Linked DNA regions of Sus scrofa: all the other regions are linked to region 1. The links are chromatin contacts, called in public Hi-C maps. All regions are on one chromosome and are shown on one strand. Each heading gives the region's core, a stretch centred on a gene start, on an enhancer-like site or on the middle of the called end of the contact. The rest is flanking DNA. Distances are from core to core; before and after follow the strand shown. Region 1 has its middle 130 kb from the start of RASGEF1B. Region 2 has its middle 57 kb from the start of RASGEF1B. Region 3 holds the start of RASGEF1B (RasGEF domain family member 1B).

Region 1 (5,024 bases), core at 1,185-3,684:
CAACACCAGATTTGAGCCACATCTGCAACCTATGCCAAAGCTTGTGGCAACGCTGGATCCTTAACCCACTGAGCGAGGCCAAGGATCGAACCCTCAACCTCGTGGTCCCTAGTCAGATTCATTTCCGCTGCGCCGTGACAGGAACTCCAAAGGCTTAGCTTATTTAGCTCAAATGCTCATCGTTTTCTTGGGTACCCAAAGCCTGGACGGCAGGATGAGGGAAATCAAAGGGGTTGTGCTGTATACAATGTAGTGGCATAGACACTGAGGCTGGGGTGGGAACTTTCCCTCAAAAGACAGTGTAGGGGAGCAGACCTCAGGTGACATCTCTGATTCCGGGAATGAGATGAGTCTTTGAGGAGGAATTGAGAGTTAACACGGGAGTTTAAATATCATCACTAAGTACGGAGAGGCAAGAGTGGGCTCGTGAGGGGAAAATGAAACCAATATTCGGCAAATTTCAACGAAGTCCAGTTGGGAATACAAAAGCAATGAGCGATCTGAGAAGTTTAAGGTGCATCTCTAAGGGAAGCCGATCTACTTCTTTTCAGATTAGGACCAGCCATTCCTACTTCATTGGGCAATGGAAGAAATAGGATATGTCCTCAAGGCCATAGACAAAGAGACGTACCGGGCTGGCCAAGATGAGCTGAAGGGAAGCTGAAGGTTCATTAAAATATAGGTGGGAGTTCCCGTCGTGGCACAGTGGTTAACGAATCCGACTAGGAACCGTGAGGTTTCAGGTTCAATCCCTGGCCTCGCTCAGTCGGTTAAGCATCTGGTGTTGCCGTGAGCCATGGTGTAGATCTCAGTCGCGGCTCAGATCCCGTGTTGCTGTGGCTGTGGTGTAGGCCGGCTACAGCTCCAATTAGACCCCTAGCCTGGGAACCTCCATATGCCGTGGGAGCAGTCCTAGAAAAGACAAAAAGACAAGGAAAAAAAAAAATATATATATATAGGTATTACGTGCCAAAGAGCTGGCTTTCATTCATTGAAGATGTAACTTGGTTCTGGGCATCATCATAAATACTGGGAATATGGCAACTCTTCCTTACCCTTGATGTGCCTTATCCCTTCCCTGCTTATTTTTGCTAGTAGAACTATTACCTTTCTCAAATACTATCTGTTTCACATGTCTTTATTTCTCCCCTAGAACCTAAAAGCTATGGGGTCTGAGCTCTATGAGAGTGGGGAATGCCCTCTGTTTTGTTCAGTGTTCTATTCGCAGCATCCAGAAAGTATCTTGCTCAAAAATAACTTGCTGAATAAATTAATGAATTCCATCATTTATCTGTGTTACTTGCACAGGAAAGAAGAGAGATCACATCCACAAGGCAGCAACTATCTGAATGTTCCTTGGAAACATTGATGAGGCATGTATACATTTCTGTATTAATGAGAGGATTTTCCTCTCCTATTGGGCATAAATATATCTCAGTGGGTTTACCAGTATATTAATCAGTATAGGTTGCATGATGCTGTGACGACAAATTAGCCCCCCATTTAGCTTAACTCAACACAGCACAGGCAGTGCAGAGTAGCCAGAGGTTCTGCTCCACAGAGTCACTCAGGCACCCAGGCTCACAATATCTCCACCAGCCTTTGCCACCAACACCTCAACGTGACACTTCAGGGTCTGCCACTGCAGGAAGAAGGGGAACAAGCACAATTTATGACTCTGCTCAGGTTTGCTCCAAGCTTGCTTCTTTCTCCAGCACGATCTCAAGGGACTGGGGAAGACGGTCCATATATCCGGGGGGAGAGGAGTACCAGTTGAGTAAGCGTGCTCGTCTCTGTCATAGCCAGTGACCAGTGCTGTGGGGCATCACTCATATTTAACAGAAAAAGCTCTTGGGGGACAAAGAATTGACTTTGGGGTTGTTTGGTTTAAAAAAGTTTGAAATACAGGCCTAGAACTAAATAATTATAATTACATAACTATATTGCATACGTAAGAACAACACTTGAAGCCAAGTTTTTTTTTTGTTTTTTGTTTTTTTTTCAGTAAATTAAGGGGAAAAAATCACACAGGGATGGCAGCAAGCAGTCACAGACCCATTCACGTGACTGGATCAAGGCGCTCTCTCTTGAGGTTCCCACTATGGTACATGGGTTAAGAATCTGATTGCAGTGGCTCAGCCTGTTGTGGAGGTGTGGGTGCCTTCCCAAACCTGGTGCCTTGGGTTAAAGGATCTGGCGTTGGCATTGCTGCAGTTGCAGCATAGGTCAAAACTGCAGCTTGGATTCAATCCCTGGCCTGGGAACTCCGATAAGCCGTGGGTGGAGACACACACACACACACACACACACACACACACACAAAGTCTCTGAGGCCTGTTGTGAAAATTTGTTTATCTAACCAGCACTGTCAGTGCTCATTCTCTTTTCCCTTCATGGAGAGGGAGTTTTTCATCTCCTGTGAATGTGACATTGTTCCCGCAGAATCCATCTTTCCGAACACAGGGATGTCTACTTGGACCTGACCTCCAAGGCCCCATTAAGCAGGAAAAGCAAGAGCTCACTATCTTCTAAAAACAACAGATTCTGGCTTTTTATCCTATTATGAAGGAAATTCCATCATAACAGCTTGGTCACTGACCTCTAATTCTCAGGCTTGGCGGGAGGAGTTATGCATAGTCTCAAACAAGCCCAGTTGTCGTAAATTCACCCTGCTCCTCCATGAGAAATGTTTGCAGAAAGTGATTGTACAAGCAGGCAATTGATGAACCTATGCTGACACGTCATAATCGCCCAAGTCCATAGTTTACCTAAGGGCTCATTCTTGGTGTATAAGAACATGATATCGTGTATCCATCAACATGTGGTACCACACAGAGGGCTTTCACCGCCCTGAAAATCCTCTGTGGTCTGCCTGTTCACCCCCTTCCTTACTTCTTGGCAACCAGTGATCTTTTTACTGTCTCAGTAGCTTTGCCTTTTCCAGAGTAGCATCGAGTTGGAATCGGAGAGCCTGTAGCCTTTTCAGATTGGCTTCTTTCACTTAGTAAGTAAGATGCATTTAAATTTCCTTCATGTCCTTTCATGGCTTCAAAGCTCCTTTCCTTTTAGCACTGCGTGATATTCTGTTGTCTGGATGTGGCACAGTTTATCCATTTACCTACTGAAAGACCTCTTAGTCACTTCCAAGTTTTGGCAGTTATGCATAAAGCTGCTGTTAACATCCGCATCCAGGTTTGTGGGGGCATAAGTGTTCAGCCCCCTTGGGTAGGTACCAAAAAGCATGATTGCTGGATTGTATGGTAAGGATGTGTTTAGTTTCGTAGGAAACGGCCAGCCTGTCTTCCAAAGGGGTTGTGCCATTTTCCATTTCCACCAGCAATGAATGAGGATACCTGCTGCTTCGCATCCTCACCAGCATTTGGCATTTGTCAGTGTTCTGGACATTGTGGTCATTCTAATAAGTGTGTAATGGTATCTCATTATTATTTGTTTATTTTTTAGGGCCACACCTGTGGCACATGGAAATGCCCAGGTTAGGGGTTGAATTGGAGCTACAGCTGCCAACCTATGCCACAGCCACAGCAACACTGATCCAAGCAATGTCTGCAACCTACACTGAAGCTCACGGCAACACCGGATCCTTAGCCTACGGAACAAGGCCAGAGATCAGACCCACAAGGGGAACTCCCTCTTCATTGTTTTATTTTGCATTTCTCTAATGGCATATGATGTGAAGCATCTTTTTGCCAACTGTATGTCTTTTTTGGTGACTTTTCTGTTAAGATGTTTGGCCCATTTTTTAAACTGGTTGTTTTCTTATTGTTGATTTGTAAGCATTCTTTGTATTTCTTAGGTTAGAATCCTTTGTCAGATATGTTCTTTGCAAATGTATTCTCCTGGTCTGTGGCTTGACTTCTCATTCCCTTGACATGATCTTTTGCAGAACAGAAGTTTTTAATTTTAATGAAGTCTAGCTTATCAATTACTTCTCTCATTGATGGTTCCTTTTGTGCTATGTCTAAAAAGTCGTCAGAGTTCCCTCTGTGGCAGAGTGGGTTCAGAATCTGACTGCAGTGGCTTGGGTCGCTGTGGAGGTGCAGGTTTGATCCCCTGTCACACACAGTGGGTTAAAGGGTCCCACATTCCCACATTGTCACAGCTAAGATTCAGTCCCTGGCCCAGGAATTCCGTATGCCATGGGTGTAGCCATTAAAATAAAATAAAATAAAATAACAAAAATTAAATGTCATCAGCATATCCAAAGTGTTCTTCTATATTATCTTCTAGGAATGTTGTAGTTTGGCATTTCACATTTAGGTCCATTTGAGTTAATTTTTCTGAAGGGTGTTAGGTCTGTGCCTAGAGTCACTTTCTTTTCCCCAGGTGGGTGTCCTGTTGTTGCAGCGCCATTTGCTGGAAAGACTCTCTTTGCTCCATTGTGTTGGCCCTTTGCTCCTTGGTCAGAGACCAGCCGAGTGTATTTATGTGGATCTGTTTCTGGACTCCCTATTCTTTTTTTCCTACTCTTTTGCCAGTATCACACTGTCTTGATTGCTATAGCTTCCTTCTTGTAATTTTTATTTTAAAAAATTTATTATAGTTGATTTTCAATGTTCTATCAATTTCTGCCATACAGTAAAGCGACCCAGTTAAACACACACACACACACATAAATATATATATATTCTTTTTCTCATATTATCTTCCATCAAGTTTCATCGCAAGTGATTAGATATAGTTCCCTGTGCTCTACAGAAGCATCTCATTGCTTATCCACTCCAAATGCATTAGTTTGCATCTACTAACCCCAAACTCCCAGTCCACCCCACTCCCTCCTCCTCCCCCTTGGCAACCACGTCCATGAGTTTGTTTCTTTTCTGTAGATAGGTTCATTTGTGCCATATATTAGATTCCAGATGTAAGTGGTATCATATAGTATTTGTCTTTCTCTTTCTGACTCACCAAGTGAAGTCAGCCATCATTTTCATTTTTATTTGTAGATACTTCAGGAGACGGAAGCAAATGGGCATAGCTGCAGGTTGAACTGCTTTGAGTGTGGACTA
Region 2 (5,024 bases), core at 1,758-4,257, 190 kb after region 1:
GCGCTTCTGCCATCGGCGCCGTCTCCTTTTGCAAAGTTATCATCCCTGTCCTGATGTGTCAGTGTCACGAGACAGGTTATGCGGACAAAGACACGAAATGCACTATGATGTATCGTAGAAACACACTTTCAAAATTTCTTAGTGAGCGCAGCGAGCAAAGAGTGAGTACGTTAGAAACAGTTTGGACATTTTGTACCAAGAAGGTGGCCCGTGGCGAAGTGCCTTTATCGCTGGTTCCAACCCGGACCTGCACGAGCAGGGCCGACTCCCCTGCGTCCCCACGCCCTCTTCTCCTTCCGGGTACCTCCGGCTCTACCTCACCTGAGACTCTGCATCCTCAGCGAGGTGCTCCAGGGCCCCCAAGAGATGGAAAGCCTGGAAGAAGATCAGAGAGTGAGAACAGACATGACTGAGGGAGTGGGAGGGACTCATTTATGTGGAAACATGAAAGCAGAACCCAGCAGGCAGTGACTAATGACACGATAGCTCTGCAAACACCCGGGCGTATGATGTGAATGCCAAGCCGGCATTGCCTCATTCGGCACAAAGATACGATCTGAGCAGGAACACGGTAGACAGAAAAAAGAAAAAGGGAGTTCCTGCTGTGGGCCAGAGGCAGTGAACCTGACTAGGAACCATGAGGTTGCGGGTTCGATCCCTGGCCTGGCTCAGTGGGTTAAGGATGAAGCATTCCTGTGAGCTGGGGTGTAGGTCACAAACGCTTGGATCCTGCGTGGCTGCGGCTGTGGCTGTGGTGTAGGCTGGCAGCTACAGCTCCGATTGGACCCCGAGCCCGGGACCCTCTATATGCTGCGGGAGCTGCCCTAAAAAGCAAAAATAAATAATGTAAAAAAAGAAAAGAAATAAAGAAAAAGAAACATAGAATATCCTTAGTTATAATCACAGCAAAAAAAAAAAAAAAGAGAGAGAGAGAGATTGGCATGATTTCCTAAAGGCCACTTCCTCCCTCTGAGTAGCCCTCCACTGGTTCATTCATTCATTCAACAAACTTGAAACCCCTAGGGAGCCGTAAGGCCCTCTTCAGCGTTCCCCCTCCCACATCCAGGTTCCAGCCGCCAATCTTCTCTTCATTTCCTGAGGGGCCTTCCTGACTCTTCTCCCTTCAAAGATCAGCCAAGAAATGATTGCTCAAAGGCCGAGGCAACAGCAACTTGATGTATAATTTAACCCCGCTCCAGACAAATAAATCCACAGGGCTGACGTTGCATTCAAGCCCGCCCATGCTCCCGGGGGCACCCCAGCCTGGCGAGAAGAGGGTTCAGCGCGGGGGCCACCACCCCTGCGAAAGGCCACCCGGCGGCGGCGTCCTGGCCTCCAGATGTGCTCGCTGCTCAGTACTGCCCCCTCCCGGACGACCCTGACTCGCTCTTAGCATCACCACCTGCGTGGATCCCCAGGGCTGGCGCAAGGCCCACGGGAGAGCAGAGGTCCCGACACTTTCTCGGGAATTTACCCTCAGCACGACTGAAGCAGCGGAAACCACGCTTCCCACTGGGCCACGCATTCGCTGAACCCACCCAGAGTGCAGGCGTCGTGCCAGGCTTTTTGCGGACCGCCTAACGCGGGCTCACAGGGCAGGCCCGGGCCGTGGTCCTAGGCCGAGCAGCTGTCCGGGCCGGAGGCAGCACGGGCACAGCCGGGCCGCGACGGCGCCGCAGGGGCTGCGGGCGGAGGCCCTGTGTGGCGCGACGATGCAGAGGGTCACGGCGGAGGGAGCGAGGCCGGGACAGACCCCAAAGGAAGGAGCTGGTCCTTCGGGAGGAACCTCAGGCGCCTTCGTTTTCCGCGGGGGCTGGGGATCCGAGGGGAAAAGGACTAAATGCATCCGACCAAGCATCACCACCTTCGAGGAGCAGGTGTGAGTCTGGAAATCCTGCGCGGGCTCCCAGCGGCAGCTCCGAGGGGCCGCGGGCGAGGTCAGGGCGGCTCCCACAGCATCGCGAGGAGAGCGGCGCTGTGACCGAGGGCGCGGGCTGCCGCACTCGCGGGGCAGGGCTGCCAACGTCCGTCCGTCCGTCCTTCCTTCCTTCCTTCCTTCCTTCCTTCCTTCCTTCTTTCTTTCTTTCTTTCTTTCTTTCTTTCTTTCTTTTCTTTCTTTCTTCTTTCATTCTCTCTCTCTCTCTCGCTCTTTCTTCTTTCTTTCTCTCTCTCTCTTTCTCTTCTTTCTTTCTTTCTTCTTTCTTTCCCTCTTGTCTTGTCTTTCTTTCTCTCTCTCTCTTTCTCTCTCTTTCTCTTTCTTTCTTCTTTCTTTCCCTCTTGTCTTGTCTTTTTTCTTTTTCTCTCTCTCTCTTTTTCTTTCTTTCTTTCTTTTTCTTTCTTTCTTTCTTTCTTTCTTTTTTCTTTCTTTCTTTCTTTCTTTCTTTCTTTCCTTCTTTCTTTCTTTCTTTCTTTCTTTCTTTCTTTCTTTCTTTCTTTCTTTCTTTTCTTTCTTTCTTCTTTCATTCTCTCTCTCTCTCTCGCTCTTTCTTCTTTCTTTCTCTCTCTCTCTTTCTCTTCTTTCTTTCTTTCTTCTTTCTTTCCCTCTTGTCTTGTCTTTCTTTCTCTCTCTCTCTTTCTCTCTCTTTCTCTTTCTTTCTTCTTTCTTTCCCTCTTGTCTTGCCTTTCTTTCTTTCTCTCTCTCTCTCTTTCTTTCTTTCTTTTTCTTTCTTTCCCTCTTGTCTTTCTTTCTTTCTTTCTTTCAACTCCACTGATACCTTCAGGAACAGTAGGAGTGGTTTTCCTTTTTTCCTTTTAAATTGAAGTATAGTTAGTTTACCGTGTTGTGTTCGTTTCAGGTGTACGGCAAAGTGATTCAGATATATAATATTACATATATATTCTTTTTCAGATTCTTTTCCGACATAGGTTATTATAAAATATTGAATGTAGTTCTCGGTGCTACCCAGTAGATCTTTGTTGTTTATTGATTTTATTCATAATGGTGTACAGAATTACCAACTTTCAGAAAAGAAACTATTAGAGGTCAAAGAGGTCTATACTGCCATCAAGTGGTGGAACAAGGTAGCTCTAAAATAATCTGGTATGAATTAATTTTCTAAGCTGCAGAGAGGCTGGAAGCTAGTACGCTTGACAGTAGGGTTTGAAAGCCTTTATTTCTTCAGCGCACCAGCGCAGCGTTAGAACTTTCCCTCTTTTTGCGTGCTTTGTATTAGTTGCCCCCTGATTTCCCCTCCTCGCTGGATTCGCCAAGCTGATGACGTTATCAGTGGAGAAATGCTGCCACCTTGTGGTCGATGTGAAAAGAAGCACCGAGGGCGAGTCGGAAATGGTTTAACTTGGTGAGGAGGAAAATTGTGAAGCCCGCAGAGATAATCTTTGACATTTCCGTCCTTTTTGTAGGGAAAGAACATGCACTATTTCTGAATTGCACTTGGGTCACTTCTCTGTGACTCCAGGGAAATGAACTGTTGTCCTCAGATTCCTTATTTGCAAAGTAGACATAATAATAACACATACAATAAATACTATTTCTCTTATTATTTGCTTCCTTTCTCACGAGGGCTTCTTGTCTTCTTCTATCCCCCAGATAGAAAAAAAGGCCCTGTTTACATAAATTTTCACGAAGTATGGGTAACGGCTGTTGCTCTTTTGTAGTTATCACAGTCCATTAAAGGAAGCAGTGCAAAATAAATCTTCATTTTTATAACTGACCATAATTTTCTAGACCTTGGCTCTTCCCCATCCCTCTCTTTGCCAATGTCTAGTTTTTTTTTTCTGTTTTGTTTTATTTTGTCTTTTTGCCATTTCTTGGGCCGCTCCCGCGGCATATGGAGGTTCCTAGGCCAGGGGTCGAATCGGAGCTGTAGCCACTGGCCTACGCCAGAGCCACAGCAACACTGGATCCGAGCCGCGTCTGCAACCTACACCACAGCTCACGGCAATGCCAGGTCGTTAACCCACTGAGCAAGGGCAGGGATCGAACCCGGAACCTCATGGTTCCTAGTCGGATTCGTTAACCGCTGCGCCACGATGGGAACTCTTAGTTTTTTGTTTTTGCTTTTTCTTTTTACAGCTGCATATGGAAGTTCCTGGATCAGGGGTCAAGTTGGAGCTGCAGCTTTAGGCCTAGGCCACAGCCATAGCACCACTGGATCCTTACACCACTAAGCAAGGCCAGGGATCGAACCTGCATCCCCACAGAGACCTCAGGTCCAAAACCCACTGAACCTCAGCAGACACTCCAAGTCTAGTTCCTTGAGTTCGACTCTGTGGAACTCCCGTCAAACCGAAGATTCGATTCACTCAGTCCCTGTTTAAAGCGTCCGCGGCTCCTTCCTCCCCAGGTCGCCTTGCGCCCACGTACTGGGATCCTTGTCCTGCACACGTGGTGGATCCTGAGTGCAGGGAGCCCTCAGGGCCCAGGAAACACAGGCTTCCCTTTAAAGAGCCTGGGGACCTTGTCTAAAGCCTGTCTACCTCCGGACATGGAACTCCTGCTTCTTTGCAGCGGTAAGGGGGAAATCGATAATAAAACTGGAAAAATTCTTTTTAGGAAATCACATTTCAAACAATGTGTAAGAAATAGGGCCACTGATTTCCACTTTTCTTTTTTTTTTTACTTTTTAGGGCTGCACCCATGGCATATGGAGTTTCCCAGGCTAGGGGTCAAATCCTAACTGTACCACCGGCCTACACCTCAGCCACAGAAACTCGGGATCCAAGCCTTGTCTATACCACAGCTCACGGCAACGCCGGGTCCTTAACCTACTGAGCGAGGCCAGGGATGGAACCTGCATCCGCCTGGATACTAATCATTAGCGGCTCGTTATCGCTGAACCACAGTGGGAACTCCTGATTACTACTTTCCAAAGTAAACACCTTGAAAGGCGGGAAGCCATCAACTGGAAAGCTGGGAAATTCCTACACGACTTCAGTTTCTCCCAATATTTTACTTCTTTCCTGCAGGTCCCAAGTGTCGCCTACCTTCTTTAACAGCAGAGCAGTTAAGAACAGCGATCCCTCTGGCGCATCCCGCCGGCTCCCGATTTTCTGGGGAAATGCTC
Region 3 (5,024 bases), core at 882-3,381, 130 kb after region 1:
AAACCCAGCTCTTGAGGAGCTTATATTCTAGTGAAGGGGGAGGCCATGGTAAGTGCAATACCCAGCATGTTGATGGCGGCACGTCCTACGGAGGAAACAGCAACATGGGGAAGGAAGAGATGAGGGGAGGTGACTGCCTTTTAATTGGGAGGTTAGGGAAGGCTGCTCTGAAGGGCATTGCTCCAAACTCTGTTTGTGTATTATTTCTTTTAATCTTTGGTGAAGAATTGCGTTCATAAACCACGATTGCTATTTTTCGGATGAGTAAACTGGGGCCCAGAATCCACCCTTGGCTTTTCTAAGGTTTGAGCGCTGACTTGACGATGCAGAGACAGGATTAGGGCCGGGACCACCTAACTCTGGACTCTCTCCTGCAGTATTATCTCATACAGGGAACTGGAGGGGGTCTTGGGGATCAGCCAGAATGGGGAGCAGGGGTGTGGTTTGGTAAAGTGTTGAATCAGTGGTATCATAGTATCCTCTTTATATTTTTGAGGAATTAAAATAAGCATCTTTTGTTTTAGTAGGGGTAAAATACTGTAGAATGTAATGCTGGCAAAATCTTCTGGGCTGATGGGTGTATCCAGAAGTTACAAAGGGCATGTCAAATATTTCCATTAAGAAATCGTGATTTAGTCCGACTCCTTTAATTTATTGCTACAGGTCATAAATGACTTGCCCAACCTCATGTGGCTTCCTTGTTGCAGAACCACGATGGAAAACTGAGCTTGAAAGACTAACCAACCAGCACAACCACACCAGCTGAGCAGGGCCACCCAAGCCTCGGTGCTTTGTATTGAATAGCTGGCCAGGACAGGCTCTCCTTTTACAAACGGCAGAGAAGCTCAGGTAGATGGGAGTGGATGACTGAGTCAGGGGAGACCCGTTTGCAGAAGAGAAGGAGGGAGTATAATCAGAGAAAAAGAAGTGAGAGGGGGTGTGCCTGTGCAGAAAGGGAGGGGCGGAATCAGAATAGGCGCGGTGAACCTCGAGGTGGCTGCTACCATCCCAGAAAGGAGGCGGGAGGGAGGGAAGATGGAGCGGGACAAAAAGGGGGCCTCTATCACAGCCATCCTAATGGAAGGCCTTCCTATAGGACAGGTGTGAATAGTGTTGTTTTACACATGGGAAAACTGAAACGCAGAAAAGCGGCTTTACTTATCCAAGGTCACGTAGCGGGCAACTGTCTCCTGATGTTTAGTTTGTATTCTTTCCCTGCATCTCTTCCTTCCCTTGTTTGCTTCCATCGTTTCTTTTCTCCAGCCTTTTTTTTTTTTTTTTTTTTTTTTTTTTTTTTTTTTTTGTATTCGTACAAGGTGAAGTACTGGAGTTTCTATCTTTTTTCTAAAACAGTTATCAAGTATCCAATTCTAGAGTATATGGTTACCATGACAGCGCAGCCTTTAGGGAGGCCGGACCTCCCGCTTTGCCTCCAGAATCGTATTTCACAGCACAGGTTCCCTCTTCTTCTTCCTTTTTTTTTTTTTTTTGGTGGAACTTTTAACAGCCGCAGTTTGACATTTTGTTTAGGTGACCGTTCGCTTAACGCTTGTCCTCCTCTAGACTGCACGCTTCCTAATGGCAGGATCCAGCCTCCTTTTGCCCGGAGTGTGCCCCCAGCGTTTGTCACAATGCCTAGCACGCAGGCTTTCTGTAAACATTTGCTGGGCCAGTGTTCTTGTGGTTTCTCTCAGCTCTCCTCTGAAAATTCCACGGACAGTAACCTCTAGCTCATAATTATGTTAATAGATACTGTATAACAAGTCGGGCCGGTATGTACAGGTAGCACACAGGTAAATGAACACACACGGGTACACACATGACTGCACAAACAGCCTCCAGCACATGCGCTCAGGAGGAGACGCACGCGGGCTCAGCGAGCCGAACCCGCGCTGGTAAACACCGCTGCGCCCGGCTCCGCGGGCCTCCGCAGCGTAGGAGGGCACCCGGGCAACCGCGCCTCCAGAGTCGGGGCCCCCGGGACCCGTGGGCTGGTGCCCGGCGCCGGGGGCGGTGGCGGAGTGGGCGGTGAGCTGCGCCGTGATTGGCCGTGCGGCCGCTCGGGCGGGGCCGGCGGCGGGGGCGGGCGCTCGGGCGGAGGGGTGTGCGCGGCGGCGGCGGCCGGAGTTTCAGTATAAACAAGGCATCCGACTGGTTGGGCGGATTTTTCTTTTCCTTCTTCCCGCGCGCTTTCGCTCCCAGTCCTTTGGTTGCGTTGTGGGCGCGCGGCACACAGCCGGGAGGCCGAGGACCCGGGGCCGTCTGCAGGTGGGTTGTTCTCTGGTCAACAATTCTCCCGGGAGAAACGGGAGCCCGGCGGCGGGAACGCGCGACCCCGCCGCGCGCTGCGCTCTCCCAGGCGTCCCCGGAGCTGCGCGCGGAGCCGCCCGGCTCTCTCCCTGCGCCCCGGCTGCCGGTGCGCCGGGAGGCGGCGGGAGAGCCCGGGCCAGTGGGCGCTGCCGGCTCAAAGCGCCTGCTAAAGCCGGAGACCGGGAGAGTCCCCTTGCCTGGCCGCCGAGGATGTCTGGGGCCGCCCCGGCAGCGGCCTGGGTGCCAACAGGTGCGGGACCCAGCCGTTGGGTCGCGGGCGGGGACAGGCTTGGGATGTGCCTCGCTTCTCGCCCTGATCCCGAAGCCAAGCCTCTGTTTCGAGATCTTGCCACGATTTTCGAGGATTTGTCTGAGTTGTAGTTGCGTTCATCCTTTTTTCATCCTGTCTCCCCTTCCTTGTGCACTGCGAGGCTGTTTCCTTCTGCTGCTTGGCCAGTTTTCGTGTGCGGGTGGGTGGGTGGAGGGAACTGTTTATTTTTGGTGTCGGAGCCTTAGGATCTTAAGGTCTGCTTCTTTGGGCGGAGACAGGGGAACAGAAGTCATTTACTTGCCCCTGACGAGGTGATATTCCTTCAGCGGACAAACTTGGGGCACAACGTGTCGCCTTTCTCTTGCCTGAGCTCAGGTTTGTCGCCTCGGATCACCTGGTCGGGCTTTAATAAAGTGAACAGGAGCTACCTGGGAGCCTCGCGGGCTGCCCGCAGGAGAGAGGCTCCTCCTTCTGGGGAAACGGTGGCAAGAACTTCAGGGCTGTGCGAGAGAAATGGGAGGGACAGGAGGCCTGTACGTGCGTCTGTCTGTCTGCGTACGGCTGTTGTGCGCATTCCTACTTCACCCCAACCCGGTCCGCGCAGTTCAGGCGAGAGCACCGCAGCTAATGAGCCCTCTGACAGCGCCGAGGGTGGCACAAGCGTCGTAAACAGCAGGAGGGTCTCTGGGCAGCGACCCTGTCTAAGGACTGTGGACGCGTCTGTCTGCGCGGATGAATCCGGTGGGTATGGTGTGTGCAGATGCATATGCACACGAGTGTGTCTATGTGTGTTTGGGCGAACGCGTCTCCAAGGAGTCCTTCGTCAGCAGCGCCATGTGACGCCGGTCAGGCACTGCTTGTGTGCGTAGATCTATATTTAGCCCCGGATGATCTTTCTCGGCCGTGGGAGGTCTCTGAACCGAGTGCAGAAAGAGGAAGAGTTCAGGGACCAGGGTTTTGCGCTCCTGAATAATGTCTGGAACAGTCAGACTCAGATGGGGTGAATAATTCTTCTTTCCTCTCAAAGCAGGAGCGGGAGCTGGGCATGTGATGGCTGGACCTTAATTTGAAACATAGGCGGTGGTGAGAAACCTGTGCCTGTGCGAAGAACCAGGGAGGTGGCAGTTAACCGGAGTGGGCGCCTGATTGGAGATTTGGGTAGAAAACACCTAGTCAGGGAGGTTCAGAGCAAATCTTAAAGTGGCGTCTAAAAGGAAATAAAAATAGAAATGCTTGGCTGTTGAGATTTTCCTAACAGATCAAGAGCGTGGCAGCGTGGCAGGTCCCCTCGTTAATGGTTATTTTGTTTCCGGCGTGGCAGTGGCTGACCCAAGGAGGACCTTGGGCACTTTTGACAGAAGTTGGGCTTCACCCGTCCTAAGCCTCTGTTCCGCCTTTCAAGCAGATTTTCTGACCAAGTGGAGACCATCAGCTGCAGATCAGCAAGTTGGTCCCGCCTTTGTTTTCCTGGAGATGGCAGCATTTCTGGCTCCTGAGCCTCCTACTCACTTTCCAGTGATCTAATGAAGTGTTGGGTTCTTAGAATTTATTTCTCCCCTGGTGCATTTTCAGTCTTGCTGCATTTTATATGCTCCGCTAGACAATTAATCTGATAACCTGGGATCATACTGTCTTTTGGAATAGAAAATCACTCTAAAGCATTTATATTTATTGTCTTTTTAAAGTGGAGTTTATCCTGAGGTATGTGTTAAATATCATTATTATCGTAATAATACACATCTTATATTATCACTAACACTGCATTCTTGCACTCTAAAATTGACTATTGGCTAAGAAACTACAATAGACCAAAAAATAAATCGATTGAATACACCTATCTAGAAAAAAAGAAGGTAAGAAAATTGGAGAGGGCACCCAGGTGACTAATATGGCTGGTGGGAAGGTGCCTGACGTGGCGGCATCGACTTCAGCTCCAAAGGTGACCTGGAACAGCTGGACCTTGGAGGAGCATTCGGATGACCCCGAAGAGAGTATCTGTTTGGACAGGGGATTGGGAAATGAGGGTACTCCCCCTTCCTTGGGAGAAGAATCTGGAATCCCTGAAGCCACAAATAATAAATGGAAAAGCTATTAGAACATTTTGTGAGGTCTTCAAGAGACAAATTGTACTGCTGAAAGTACTGCCTAAGATTGATGGGATTTTTGTCTTTAGTGGTTGAATTCAAGTGTTACCTCCCCTTCAGTTGTCCTTTCTGGTTTTCCGATTAAATCCATAAACATTAGAGTTGTGCAACCCTCGGTTATCCTAGAATGACAGATGCTGGCTAGGGCTCTGGGCAGATTTCTGCCTTGGGAATAGAAAGACTAGGGTTCCGGCCAATCTGGAGCCCGAAAAAGTCACTTACTCTTTCCCAGCACCTGCAGTGTTTGGAAAATTGAGGAGGTGTTGAACTTGATGATTTATGAGTCTCTTTTAGCTCCC

Evidence for each region. A called contact is a pair of places that touch in the nucleus more often than the background predicts.
Region 2: a Hi-C map of liver shows a contact between it and region 1, with 4 times the contacts expected there. The contact joins two enhancer-like sites. A contact is called at or near these places in 1 of 47 Hi-C or Micro-C datasets (liver) and 1 of 2 datasets of contacts at active chromatin or transcription factors (alveolar macrophages).
Region 3: a contact with region 1 is called in a Hi-C map of liver, with 4 times the contacts expected there. The contact joins the promoter of RASGEF1B here to the enhancer-like site in region 1. A contact is called at or near these places in 6 of 47 Hi-C or Micro-C datasets (embryonic fibroblasts, fetal liver, liver and 1 more) and 1 of 2 datasets of contacts at active chromatin or transcription factors (alveolar macrophages).

The regions. Positions count from the first base shown.
Region 1 is chr8:136,419,792-136,424,815 of Sscrofa11.1, forward strand. It overlaps a transcript of RASGEF1B not described here. Among named protein-coding and RNA genes, the nearest start is that of RASGEF1B, 130 kb to the right of the region's middle. Within about 2 kb of position 2,435, at least 1 of the 83 cell types and tissues checked has an H3K27ac peak or open chromatin away from gene starts, as enhancers often do. A contact at or near this core is called in liver, where this site is marked.
Region 2 is chr8:136,610,479-136,615,502 of Sscrofa11.1, forward strand. No RefSeq gene overlaps it. Among named protein-coding and RNA genes, the nearest start is that of RASGEF1B, 57 kb to the left of the region's middle. Within about 2 kb of position 3,008, at least 21 of the 83 cell types and tissues checked have an H3K27ac peak or open chromatin away from gene starts, as enhancers often do. A contact at or near this core is called in liver, where this site is marked.
Region 3 is chr8:136,554,084-136,559,107 of Sscrofa11.1, forward strand. RASGEF1B (RasGEF domain family member 1B) reads left to right here and starts at 2,132. Exons shown (of 14, transcript NM_001195367.1): 1 at 2,132-2,268.